2 separate regions of the Mus musculus genome follow, and region 1 is linked to region 2. A link is a contact called in public Hi-C data. All regions are on one chromosome and are shown on one strand. Each heading gives the region's core, a stretch centred on a gene start, on an enhancer-like site or on the middle of the called end of the contact. The rest is flanking DNA. Distances are from core to core; before and after follow the strand shown. Region 1 has its middle 6.8 kb from the start of 1700036G14Rik. Region 2 overlaps Fbxw7 (F-box and WD-40 domain protein 7).

Region 1 (6,018 bases), core at 410-2,909, 370 kb after region 2:
GAGAGCAAGAGTGCAAGAGAGCAAGAGCAAGAGCAAGAAAGCAAGAGAAAGAACAAGAACAAGAAAGCAAGAGAAAGAACAAGAACAAGAAAGCAAGAGCAAGAGAGAGAAAAAGCAAGAACAAGAGAGAGAGAAAGCAAGAACAAGAGAGAGAGAGAGAATGGCAAAACCCCGTCCCTTTTAAGGAGAATTATCCTCCGCCTAGGACGTATTACTCCCTGATTGGCTGCAGCCCATCGGCCCAGTTGTCATCACGAGAAAGGCAGAACACATGGCGGGAAAACTGCCCCTGCACGTGTGCAGATTATGTTTACCACTTAGAACACAGCTGTCAGCGCCATCTTATAATGGCAAATGTGAGGGCGGCTCCCAACAAGTTGGCAAAGTGCCTGCCCGGCATGCACAGAGTCCATGCTGGGTTCCATACCTAGCACTGCAGAAGTCTGCCACCATGCCTATAGCCGCGTCACTCAGGTGGCAGAGACAGTATGATCTCCTGGTCCTTTTCTGCTACACAGTGAAGTTGAGACCAGCTTGGGCTACATGAGAGACTGTCTCAAGACAAGCCAATGAATTCTGTTGTAAGGTCAGGAGGGGTCGGGACAATAATAGATTCCCATGGTTTTTCAGGGATGCAGCAATGGGTAAAGGATGGAGGATGGAAGAATCCAGAGACATTGTGATCCTATGGAATGAAGCTGATACAGTCTAGTAATGGATGGGAGGATGGGGATGAAGGGAATTCAAGCATGACTTCCAGTTCCTATCATTTCATGAACAGTGAGGAGGAGGATGGTGGCAGGGTTCAAGAGGGGACCCAGAAGAGGGACCGGCTCTGGAGGAAAAGAGTTTGGAATATGCTGAAGTTCAAGTTCACAAGAACATAGAGACTCCCCCACCCCCACCCCACACACACACCAATGGATAAAATTCCTTTTCTTGACCCAGCAGTTGGGCTGTGTCAGTATCCAGTCTGTCCTGGATCAGTCCCTCCTATGGTCTTCCCTAAATGCAGAAAATGCAATGCTTAGCAAGTGAAACAGAAACAAACGTCCCACTGGCTCCACATGCTTCTCCCCTGGGCAGTCTTCATTTCCTGGCAGAAGCGTCAAGGGAGAAATCAGTTACTGCCATTTGCGCATGGAAGACGCTCTTGTTTCTCACTGCAGTGCTGAGCCCTGCTCCCTGGCAGCTGCTGCAGCCACAGGTGGAAGCTGAGAGCAGCCTGGAGCAGGGAAAGATGAACAGACACCCACCTCAGGCACCAGCCAGGCTGTGGCTCTGCCTGTCAGCCCAGCTAATGGGATGATTGGCTGCTATTGACATAGCTCCATCTCTCAAAAGGCAAATAAAGCTAAACTACCATGCAGGAAGTGATTGCAGGGAGAAAAAGACCCATTTCAAGATCCTGGGTGCTCGCTCTCCACAGTTCTTTCTGTTTTTTCTTCCCAAATCCTTTCATTGATTATATTGTTTTTAAAAAAGAAAGAGAGCAAAAACAAGGTCTTCGCTGTAGCTATATTGTGCCTGCTATGATTTTTTTATCCTCTCCTAGCAAGTTTTTAGTCAATAGAAACGAGCTGATCGCAAGCTGCGCTCAGCCTGCAGAAGGCTTGCCAAGCTCCTCTCCCTAAGTCCCACCACACCGAGACTTCTGCGCCAGGCCAGCCTGCTTCCACACTAGAACAGCAGGTTTCCTCTTTGAGCAAAGCAAGTGCCTTTCCCAGCTAAGTCCTCCTCCTCTAACTGGGATCCCCCATCTCCTTTATATCCCTTTTAGTGATAAATATAAAAACCACATTTAGGAATGACTGAAATACCTGGAAAGAGAAATAACAATGGCTTGTTCTTACAGTAAAACTGAATGTCTGGTCTCTGGTTCTCTAGATACCCAGAGGCTGGGCAAGGCTTTAGAGGAGAGAAGGGTTAGGTGGGTAGTGAAGGTCACAGGCAGGCCAAAGAAAGTCAAGCTAAGAAGCTATTTCCTTAGCCTGATATGGCTGTCTCCTGAGAGGCTCTGCCAGAGCCTAATATATAGAGGCAGAAGCTTGCAGCCAACCATTGGGCTGAGCTTGGGGGTCCTCGATGGAGGAGTTGGAGAAAGGACTGAAGGAGCTGAGGGGGTTTGCAGCCCCATGGAGGGAGCAGCAGTGTCAACAGGCCAGACCCCCTGGTGCTCCCAGGGACTGGACCAACAACCAAAGAGTACACACGGAGGGACCCATGGCACTGGGCATGTATGTGGCAGAGGATGGCCTTGTTGGGCATCAGCTGGAAGAGAGGCCCTTGGTCCTGTGAAGGCTCGATACCCCATGTAGGGGAATGCCAGGGTTGGAGGATGGGAGTGGGTGGGTGGGGGAGCACCCTCATAGAGGCAGTGGGGAGGAGGGATGGGATACGGGGTTTCCAAAAGGGGAGGCCTGGAAAGGGGAAAACATTTGAGATGTAATTAAAGAAAATATCCAATCAAAAAAAAAGAGAGAAAGAAAGAGAGAGAGAGAGAGAGAGAGAGAGAGAGAGAGAGAGAGAGAGAGAAAGAAAGAAAGAAAGAAAGAAAGAAAGAAAGAAAGAAAGAAAGAAAGAAAGAAAGAAAGAAAGAGTTCCTTGAATATGCCTCCCCTCTGGACAGTGCTAGCCAAGGATAGCTGGGGGCTTGGCAGATGGCTTTAGCAGCCACAGAGACGAGGAAGACTATAAGGGGAACCATGCACAGGAAGAGGGGGAAGGGCATATCTTTTGGGCTCACTGGTGTGTCCCACCCACTTGCTGGCCAGCTTTCCTGCCAGAGGGAGCCACTCTCCATTCATCCAGATGATATGATTCACTTTCCGTGGCAGGGGCAGGATTTTACTGGACTTTTAACATGGAAGGCGAAGAATTAACCTTGTCTCTCTCATGATGGCAAAGCCCTGTCCCAATAGTGTCTGTGGTGGTCGTGCTTGACTAAAAGTCTTGTATCACCTCCACAAGCATTGGAGGGGGTGGAATGGTTGAGCCTGCACAAGGAGGGATAGGAAGACAGGGAAGAGGCGGTAGCTGGTACAAGTAAGCTAGAAGGAACATAAGGTCCATTTTCCGGTACATTGAATGACATCATCTTCTTTCTATAGATTTCAGCAGAGGAGGAAAACCACGGAGACAGGCCTGGGTGGGTGTGAAGAACGAGGATTCTAAGGAATGTGGTTGGGGCCCAGAAAGAAAAGTCAGGCAGAATGTGTTAGCTTCTGCATTTGGTACCCCAGGAACCTCCAGTGGGCGAGTACTGAGGGGGAAAGAGGGTGGGGCACAGAGTGCCAGGGTCCCCATTTCTAGGACTAACTACTCAAAAGGAACACAGGTGTTAAAACAAAGAAAAGACAAACATAATTGGGAATATCAGCCAGTACCTTGATCTTCCTGGTGAGACAGAGGGGTTGGAATAGTGCCTGAACCTAGAGAAGAACATGTATCCTTGGATGAGGAGAATCTTAAGTGAGAAAAATAAGGACTATTAAATGAGTCACAGCTACTTCCTGGCCACCATCCTTGGATCTGAGACCCCTTTAAAAATGGCCCACAGCCCACTCTTCCCTGTCTGGTCAGAGGGGCAATACCAACACTCCACGATTTCCTTTCCAACACCAGGCCTTCGAAGTGACATGTTGCCAAGATATTCATTTGGCTTGGCACAGCTTGGGGTCCCTCTGTGGGCTGAGGAAGTTCACTGGCTCATCCTTGAGTGCTGGCATCCAGGAATTCCTGGGCTATGGCCTAGACTCCCTCCCTTTCATTCTTAAGTCAGCTTCAAAGAGAGAAATTTAAGTGGTTCCTTGATGTCCGTTTTGTTTGTTTTTTGTTGTTGTTGTTGTTGTTTGTTTCTTGAGACAGAGTTTCTCTGTGTAACAGCCCTGGCTATCTTGGAACTTGGTTTGTAGACCAGACTGGGCTAGAACTCTCAAAGATCCACCTACTTCTTTAATCCACGAGTGCTGGGATTAAAGGTATGCACCACCACCTCTACCACCACCACCACCACCACCACCTCTACCACCACCACCACCACCACCACCACTCCAACTCTTTGATGTTCATTTAAGATAGCCCGTGGGGGTTAGATCACTGAAAGCTAAAACCACTAACCATTAGCATTGTTATGGGATGATCTACTCGTGCAATGATTTGCCTTCGTCACCCTTCTTTCACACTTCAGAATTGCCTCTGAGCAAGGCAGGTTAGACAATTAAAGGAGTTCCCAAGCTAGTGAAGACCAGTGCTCAGAACTTACATTAAAAAAAATCTCCTTCCATTCTGTATTAGAAATCTGAGTGGTAGCCAAGCTTGAAAGAAGCCTCCTATGTGATTATTATTAGGGACCTGGTTCAAACTTGCATCTCAAGTAGCCACCAAGGGTTTTTGGTTCTGTCTTTCCAGGATGCCTCCATCGCCATGAAATCCTCCACACCCTCTTTTTACCCCTCATTGCCCCTTCCACCAAGATTATTTTGAGAAGAAAAGCAGCAAGCATTTCTCAAGGTTGCCATTCCCCCTCTCAGGTTCTGTTCAATTCAAACTGCCCCAGCCAGTGTTGTGGGCGGAGCATCCCCTGAAGTTTCATCATCCATCCATCATCCTCACCGCTGCTGGTGGAATTAGGGCACGCAGGTCCTCCTTGGCGGGCTCTCCCAAGGTCTGAGGGCTCATCTCTCACTGCTCTGCTTAGGAGCCCTTCCTACAAAGCTCTATATATCCAGCCATCTCCTGTATAGACAGGGGGTGGGTGGGGAGGGCAATCAGCTCTGGCTCCCAGGACATTGGGGCATCTGATTGCTTCCTCACCTCCAAAGATTTCTTAAGCTTCACTCTCACTGTGTTCCTTTCTGGACTCTTCAGCCCACCTCCCTCCTCGAGAGTTGGCAGAGCGTATGTTGAGGGAGCTGAGCTGAGCAACAGGGAGCTGTAGAGCATTTCTGAGACTTGGGAAGCCCTGATTGGGGGTATGGATCACTCTAGAGGGAAGGCTGTGTTGGATTCTGTCTCCTTGGGCCTCCCTGTCCCCACAAGGTTCTTACATCAACCTTTGCCAAATCCAAAACCACCTTTTCTCCTTTCTTGTCTTTGCTTTGTGTGATGACCACTCCAGATTTGTTCTATCTCTCATGCCTTGAGGGAGACGCTGGTTTATGCAGCCTTTTATGTCTCTGAGTATTTAATGGCTAAAGAGCCCCCACAGTGTAAGAAAAAGAAGCATGCCAGTTACTGTCTCCTTGCTGTGACCAAATACTTGAGTGGGTTGCTGGGTGTCTTTGTCCCTCTTCCCAATGTGGCCATATTGAATAAATGTCCTTTTCTGCTCTCTATTATTAATTTGGTTCTTTTATTAGCTTATGTAGGGCACATGGGTTGACCTGACTTGGAGTACAAGTTGTGAGCCCTAAGTTCTACATCACTGCTTAATAACCAAATTTGGAAAATCTGGGACTCTTCATGGGAACTTCACTTTCACCAGAAATTCAAGTAAGCCCTACACTTGACACCAGACCCATTGCAGTATAATAAATCAGTTAACCAAGCAACATTTGCCAGGAGACACTGGAAGATCAACACCCAGTTTGATAAATGGTTAATAATGATAATGTGCACACACACAGAGGCACACACACATACACAGAGGCACACACACACACACACAAACCATACACAAACATACACACACACACCATGAGCTGGGGGCGGGGACACACTCATCTTTTGTGTGTATTTTCTTAGAGTTCATTCATCAGAGAGCTGGAAGGAAACTCAGAGAGTTTATATCCACATGTGAAGAGCCATGGTTGAGGATTCCACCTGGTCTGAGGTGACAGCACAGTAGCACACAATTGTACACAATAACACACAGAAGCAAGACAATAGCAGAGCCCCTGGTGTTTGTCCACACCATTCCCAACTCACTTTCCCTTTTGCTTGCCCTAATTCTGAGCATCCACAGGGAATCCCCTGGTCTCTACCTCTCTCCTTTTCCCACAGTCAGTGCAGCTATCC
Region 2 (6,571 bases), core at 948-3,447:
ATTTTCTACTGAGATAATAGCAATCACCTATCTGAGATAAATGGATATAAGCCAAAAGAAACCCAAGACAGAAAAGGTTAAATACTGATCCTAAAAGGACATGGACAGTTAGTTTTGGGTTGTGATATCTTTATATGATGGTACTCAGTTCTGTTTTGAGAAGAAAAAAAATATAGAAATGTTGAATAACACTGTTACCTTAAATTTCTTCCTTACAGGTCTTGAGTGTGGAAATTGAAATTTGTTATTCCTGTGCTTATTTACGTTTTTGTGTGTGGGTGGTTCATAATAATAGTTTATTTGTGAGCAATTTAAGCCCAAACAGCTTTTCAATCATCCACAGAAATCTTTACCAGTTTAGATGTAAAATGTCATTGTTACTACTACAGTGAACATATAGGGGCAGTATTGCACCGTTTTTGTAAATCTTGTCTGAATTTGAGGATTTTTAAACAGTTGCAGTTGCAGCCTTGTTCTTGGACAAATGATAACAATCTATCTGACTTTTAAATGCATGGTTGCACCTGCTTTGTGAAGTCCAATTCAGGTTCTTATGTGGATTATGCAAAACTCTTGTTTTACAGAGTCCTTAATTTGTATTTGAAGTCAAGGAAATGTTAATTTAAAGGGTAAAATTCATCTGTAGTTAGACAACAAAATGTAACTAATTCATGAAAAATTGCAAACTATTAAAATCAGTACAGTTTGTTTTTAACTGCTTTATAAGAACTTTTCAAGAATGTGAGAGGTTTTTTTGTCAACTTGTCAAGCAAACAAAACCTAGAATAATATATAGTCTTACTTTAAGATTCTTCAATTGATAAATACTATTTTTCAATATTTAAGTAGTGAGATTATTACAAACTTTGTTATAGATTTTTGCAGGTTTTTTTTTTTTCTGACTTCAGTGAGAGAGAACTGAGCAGTTGTTTCCCATGTATTTGTTGTTCTCGATGCTTTCTTCCTGTGATCTGAGGACTACTTGACACACTGAGAATCAACAGTGAACAAAGCAAACCCAGGCTTCACTGTTGGCTCATGTCAGAAGAGCAGAGAGATTAAGTATGTGGATGGTGGTGCTGTCCAAACCTGGGCGTGAGCTCTTACTCTTTCCTTTACTAAGTGAGCCTTAGTAAATCAGCTGAGTAAATGGAGAGATTACTACTATCTCATAGGGTTGCTGTGGTGGCAACGAAAGAGTCCATAGGAAGTGTGTGTGGCTCTAACAAGAGCTCACGTCCTCAAGCCCATGTGGCTAAAGAGCGAGATGAGTTCTCAATACCAGTATATCTTACTTTTACTTCTGATATAGTAATAATTCTTACTATTTTTAGAATTATTGTTTTGAATATTTTTTAAATTGTGAGAGAAAATGCATAGCATCCATTTTGAATAGTCAGTTATTTTTTAGTTTCCTGAATGACTGATAATCCCTGCCTATAGAAAGTTAATGTGGCTTGGTTCGACTCACATTATGTAGATTCATTCAGTGTGACTACCCTGTGTAAAGATTAACCCCATTATGTCTATATCGATGAGAAAATGATAGGTGACATCTCTGTATTTTGTTTGCAGATTCCCACATGTTTAGAATAAGTGTGTTGGCTTAGAATCCCATTAAGTAGAATTTGTACAAGTACTAAATGAGAATTGAAAAGAGTTTATTGGTTCATGTGTTCTGTCGTTTGCTTCACTGTCTCTAGTCAATCCCTTCCATTTATGATTTTAAATTCTGAAACCCTTTCTCTTTTTTCAGCCCCTTAACTTTGGTAATTAAGAAGTGGAACACAGTTGATGACATCTTTGAAAATGTTCTGATCAAAGCGGTCCTCATTACTGTGTAGAGAGAGACACTAAAGCATTTGAAGAACTCAGCTTTCTCATCTGTTAGCAAATATACTTAAACATTTAGGCCGTTCTTTGCTATACCTTGCTTTCTTCATTCTTTTACATTTTAGACGTATAGGAACCATGCTTTAACATGCTTATAGGTATGAAGCCCTGCACACACAGGGCGAAGCATTGTTCAGGTCTGCACCCTGTTTAATAGCTTATCAGCTATGTTCCTGCTGTGCCTGCTCCCCGGAGGGGAAGGGTTGTTCTGCAAGCTTTCATATTAGCTTTGTTACCATGCAGTATTTCTCAGCTGCTCACGCTCATTACCATACAGCTGGTGTGGAGACGAGGAGGAAGCAGGCAGAAGTTGTACTGGCTACAAGAATAAGAAGCTCTTTTGCAGATGGGGTGCTGGCAGATGGGGCATGTGTTTGAGCAGGTTTTACTAATGACAGTGCGCGTTAAATATCATTCTGAGGAAGTCCAAGGTCATTGTCATGAATTTAGAGCTTTCGAGGTTGTGCAGCTTTGTGCAGAACAGACCTTTTCAGAGCCCTAATTAATAAAAATGTAACCAGTGGCAAGCAACAACTAGAAACATCTAATGAGTTTTTCTTTATTTTAGTATATTTTATCTTTCTCTGACATGATCTAAGAAGCATTAATCTTATCAATTAGTCTCTCTTATTACTTTATGATGGCATAATTTTAAAGTTATTAAAAATTTCAAGCTATATACAAAAGTATATGCTTTGAAAAAATACAGTAGCACTCAGTTTTGCTATATAATGTTAAACTATTAGAAGATCAAATGGCAGAAGAATTGGAAAACTGTGTCTGGTGTTGAGCATTCTGAAGATTAAGTTGAAGTGTGTGACACATCATTGTAAAGTTAGACAGAAATGGTATGGACAGGGGTGTGTCTTTTGTTAAAATATTTTGTGCTTAATTTTTTATACCCATAAAAACATATGAGGTTGAGTTGAAATAACTGCCAACACTTGCTTTTTAAAAAGTTTTAGCCAGATGAGGGAGCACACAACTGTAGCATCAGGACTTGGGAGGCTGAGACAGTTTGCTACTACTCTGTGCTGCTTGGTGAGTACCAGCCTAGCCAAGACTGTGTACCACGACTGAAGAAAAATAACAAGAAAAAATTCTTCAGTGGCTTCTCACTCCTTTTGACCCTTTTAATTAACTGTAGTTTTTTATATATCATATTACAAGATGATTAAAAAGAACAGCTAAAGCAAAATACAGCTGTGCAGTCGTATGTAAAATGTACAGTATCCCCTTTAATTTTAATGTAAATAGAACTCTTTTATTCCCCCACCCCCCACCCCTCTTGATCCAGCATCCACTCGCTCTGGGCCCTGCTTGCTCCGCTCCGGCTCAATCTGGTCCATGGGTTTTGGGTTTTTTTTTGGTTGATTTTTTGTTGTTGTTGTTGTTTTTTTTTTTTTTTTTTTTTTTTCTCATTACAGATGGCTGTGAGCCACCATGTGGATGCTGGGATTTGAACTCGTGATCTCCAGGAGAGCAGTCAGTGCTCTTAACCTCTGAGCCACCTCACCAGCCCACAAATAGAACTCTTATTTTGTTAATGGAGATTAAATAATATAAACACACATTACATATAAAATATACATAGCTAATTTCAGGATTCATGGTCAGAGCATGTTTGCTTACAAACTTTAATGCTTCTATTTTGTGTTTTGTTTTTTTTTATTTTCTTGATTAGTAGAGGCACAAAATTCTGTTAATGCCTGTAAATAAACAAATAAACAAGCCTGTATGAGATTTTCAGGAAAGGTTATACTGTTAAATACTTTAACAGTTATACTTTTTTTCCTTTAAACACTGTTAGAGTATGTTCTGTTTATTGTGAAGGTTTGTTTTCAGTTGGCTTTTTAAAGTTCCAGGGAGTTTTCAGCCATTCCATTGCATCTCATCACATACCGAGATGTATTTCTGAGACACATAACTATTCTCTAGTGAGAAAATACATAAAAGATAAAATTATAAATAACATAGAATACATATAAATAGCCAACACTTTAAAATTATTTCTGTAGGTCTGTATTTATTTGGTAGAGTGTATATATATATATATATATATATAGAGAGAGAGAGAGAGGGAGAGAGAGAGAGAGAGAGAGAGAGAGTATATATACTCTACAAAATATATATAATTTATATATATATATATATATATATAATATATATATATATTTGTAGAGTATATCTTACATTGCCAATAGTCTCCTGTCAATATTTTTTGTTGACATGCTATTTGTACAACAAGTTTGGGAAGAACTAAGATAACACAAGCATCAACTGTAGTCACTGCTGCCCATGTAACTTAACATTCTCATTGGGAGGACAGACAAACATAATGTGTTACAGTGTACCTAGGTTCCAGCTTGACTGAGTGACAGCTTTGGAATGGGAGACATAACCAGTATGCAGATGACTTAAACCATCTCTTCTTCAACCCAGACCTTCTGAGCTTCAGAGCCAGTTGGTACATGGTACATCTGTCTTTGGATATCTTGGAATCCTGTCATGTTCCTCCTCCTGTCTTCTAGAAAGCAGAAAACAATCAAACAGCAGCAACAAAACAATCCTTGTTATGTCGTTTATCTTCTGTCTGGTCAAACAAATAAGAAATTTGATGCCATCTTTGATACTGCCCTCTCCTTTGTTTCTATCATCTGTCACCAGTATGCCCAGTCAGTTTTGTGTCCAAACACCTCAATTGTTGATCCCTGTGTATCTCTTGCTACCCAGCTAGTCCAAGCTGCCATTGCTTCTTGCTTGTCCAGTGACAAATCCTTCTTGGAGCCTGCCCATATCCTCTTCCAGTCACTTTACCTGCTTTCAACCTTGCATTTAAAATCATTTTTTAGGAAAGTTTGTCTGATTACATCTTGCTTTACAGAAGTCCAATATTCATTGGATTTTATGTTATTAAACATAACTTTTCATTGCTTTTATGTTAAAATAAAAATTATTTACAAAGTTTTCCATAATCTAGTCCTTCCTTATTTTTCTACCCTTATTCTGTGCCACTAGTCATGCAGGCTGTTCCCTGAGCAGTCTCTGTACCCCCGGACTAGATGGAACCTTAACATACACATTCTTCAAACACTACAGCCTACTGCATACAGCATCCCCCTCCCTTTCTCTATCTCCTCTCCTTTCTTTTTGCTTTGTTGTCTTTCTCACCCTCCTACAGTATAATCTCAAGCCATGAAAGCCAGTATTTAATTAGCTAATACAGAGTAGGTAATAAAATTAATGCATACTGAATGAATGAGAATGTTTGTTGGAAATTAAAATAGCCATATAAGTCTATTGGTAAAAATTATACAGCCTAGCAGGATGGAGGTAGAGACAGAGAGGATAATGAAGTATTGGTTTAACTTACAGAGGCGCATATTTACTAACAATGATATTTGCTATTATTAGAATGGGACAAATGTGCCTGGGTCAGATTGACATCTGTTAAATGTGGTTTGGCTCCTAGAAAAAGGATTTATGTGATAAAATCAAGAAACAGGGCCAGATCCAGGTGTGATGGTGTCTAGTACTGGAGAGAGAGCAGGGCAGAGGTAGAAGGATCCTGAGTTCCAAGCCAGCCTGGACTGCATAGCATGGTCCAGGTCAACTTGGGCTGCATAGTGAAGCCTTGGAGGTGGGTAGTTGCAGAGGAGGGAAGCAAACACAAAGAGGTAGCCATATTATATACTGTGCTTGTACTTAAATGTCCTATGTGAGTCCATAGAGGAAATCCTGTGACTCTGGATATGCTACTTATATTGTTAGATTGTATCTGAAACTGAAAATATTTAGTATCAGATGAAGCTACAATCTCCAAGAGTATTTGGATTGGTGGAGTCAATGAATAGCACTTAAAGCTGTTTTCTTTGGTTCAGTAGTAGGGTTTGTCACTTCCATCAGTTGCTCTTGGGATCCAGATCCTTGTAGTAAGGATGATAAAAGCCTTGCAGCTTCCTTGAATGGGTGTTTCATTAGAGATCTTCAGTGTGTCCTGGTCCCTACTATCCTTCAGTATTTCCATAGAAAATAAAGTCTAGGACCATGAAGGAATGAGGGTAGAACCTAAGTTCTTCAAAGGGCTGGAGAACCAGCTCAGCAGGTAAGAGCACCTGCTGCTCTTGCAGAGGGCCTGGGTTCAGTGTTTAGCAACCTCGTCTGGTGGCTCACAACCACCTGTAACTGCAGACTAGGGGCTTTGACACCTTCTTGTGGCATCCACAGATGCTTGCGTACTCATGATGCACATTGGAAATGAGCAGGGGCACACACACACACACACACACACACACACACACACACACACGGAAAATAGATAACATTTTGAAAAATTTAAAGTTCTTAGAGGGATTAGAAAAAGGAAGCAAACTTAATGTGTTATGATCAATTTTATATTTTCTTCCTCTGCCCACTAGTAACTGCTGAGTCTTAATATATGTAATACCAAGGATAAAGGAAGTTGTTCTTAGCAAGGGGAAATTAGCAGTTGTGTATCAACTCTTGCTTCTTTTGGTAAATTCATACACGCAGTTCATCAGTGAACACATCTGGCTCCCTGGTAGCTAGTTTGTCTTTTCTCTGTGTCTGCCTTGGCTTTGGTGCAGATTCCATCCACATATGATACCTTTGCATGCTGACACAGCTCAGAAAACATCCTAGAATATCCGAAATACCA

Evidence for each region. A called contact is a pair of places that touch in the nucleus more often than the background predicts.
Region 1: a contact with region 2 is called in a Hi-C map of cortical neurons, with 2.3 times the contacts expected there. The contact joins two enhancer-like sites. A contact is called at or near these places in 3 of 484 Hi-C or Micro-C datasets (cerebral cortex, cortical neurons and nephron progenitors), 1 of 115 datasets of contacts at active chromatin or transcription factors (differentiating embryonic stem cells) and 1 of 9 other capture datasets (embryonic stem cells).

What each region holds. Positions count from the first base shown.
Region 1 is chr3:85,307,717-85,313,734 of GRCm38.p6, forward strand. No RefSeq gene overlaps it. Among named protein-coding and RNA genes, the nearest start is that of 1700036G14Rik, 6.8 kb to the right of the region's middle. Within about 2 kb of position 1,660, at least 25 of the 459 cell types and tissues checked have an H3K27ac peak or open chromatin away from gene starts, as enhancers often do. A contact at or near this core is called in cerebral cortex and cortical neurons, where this site is marked.
Region 2 is chr3:84,936,039-84,942,609 of GRCm38.p6, forward strand. The region is part of intron 4 of Fbxw7 (F-box and WD-40 domain protein 7); the gene reads left to right. Among named protein-coding and RNA genes, the nearest start is that of Gm40080, 61 kb to the left of the region's middle. Within about 2 kb of position 2,198, at least 64 of the 459 cell types and tissues checked have an H3K27ac peak or open chromatin away from gene starts, as enhancers often do. A contact at or near this core is called in cerebral cortex and cortical neurons, where this site is marked.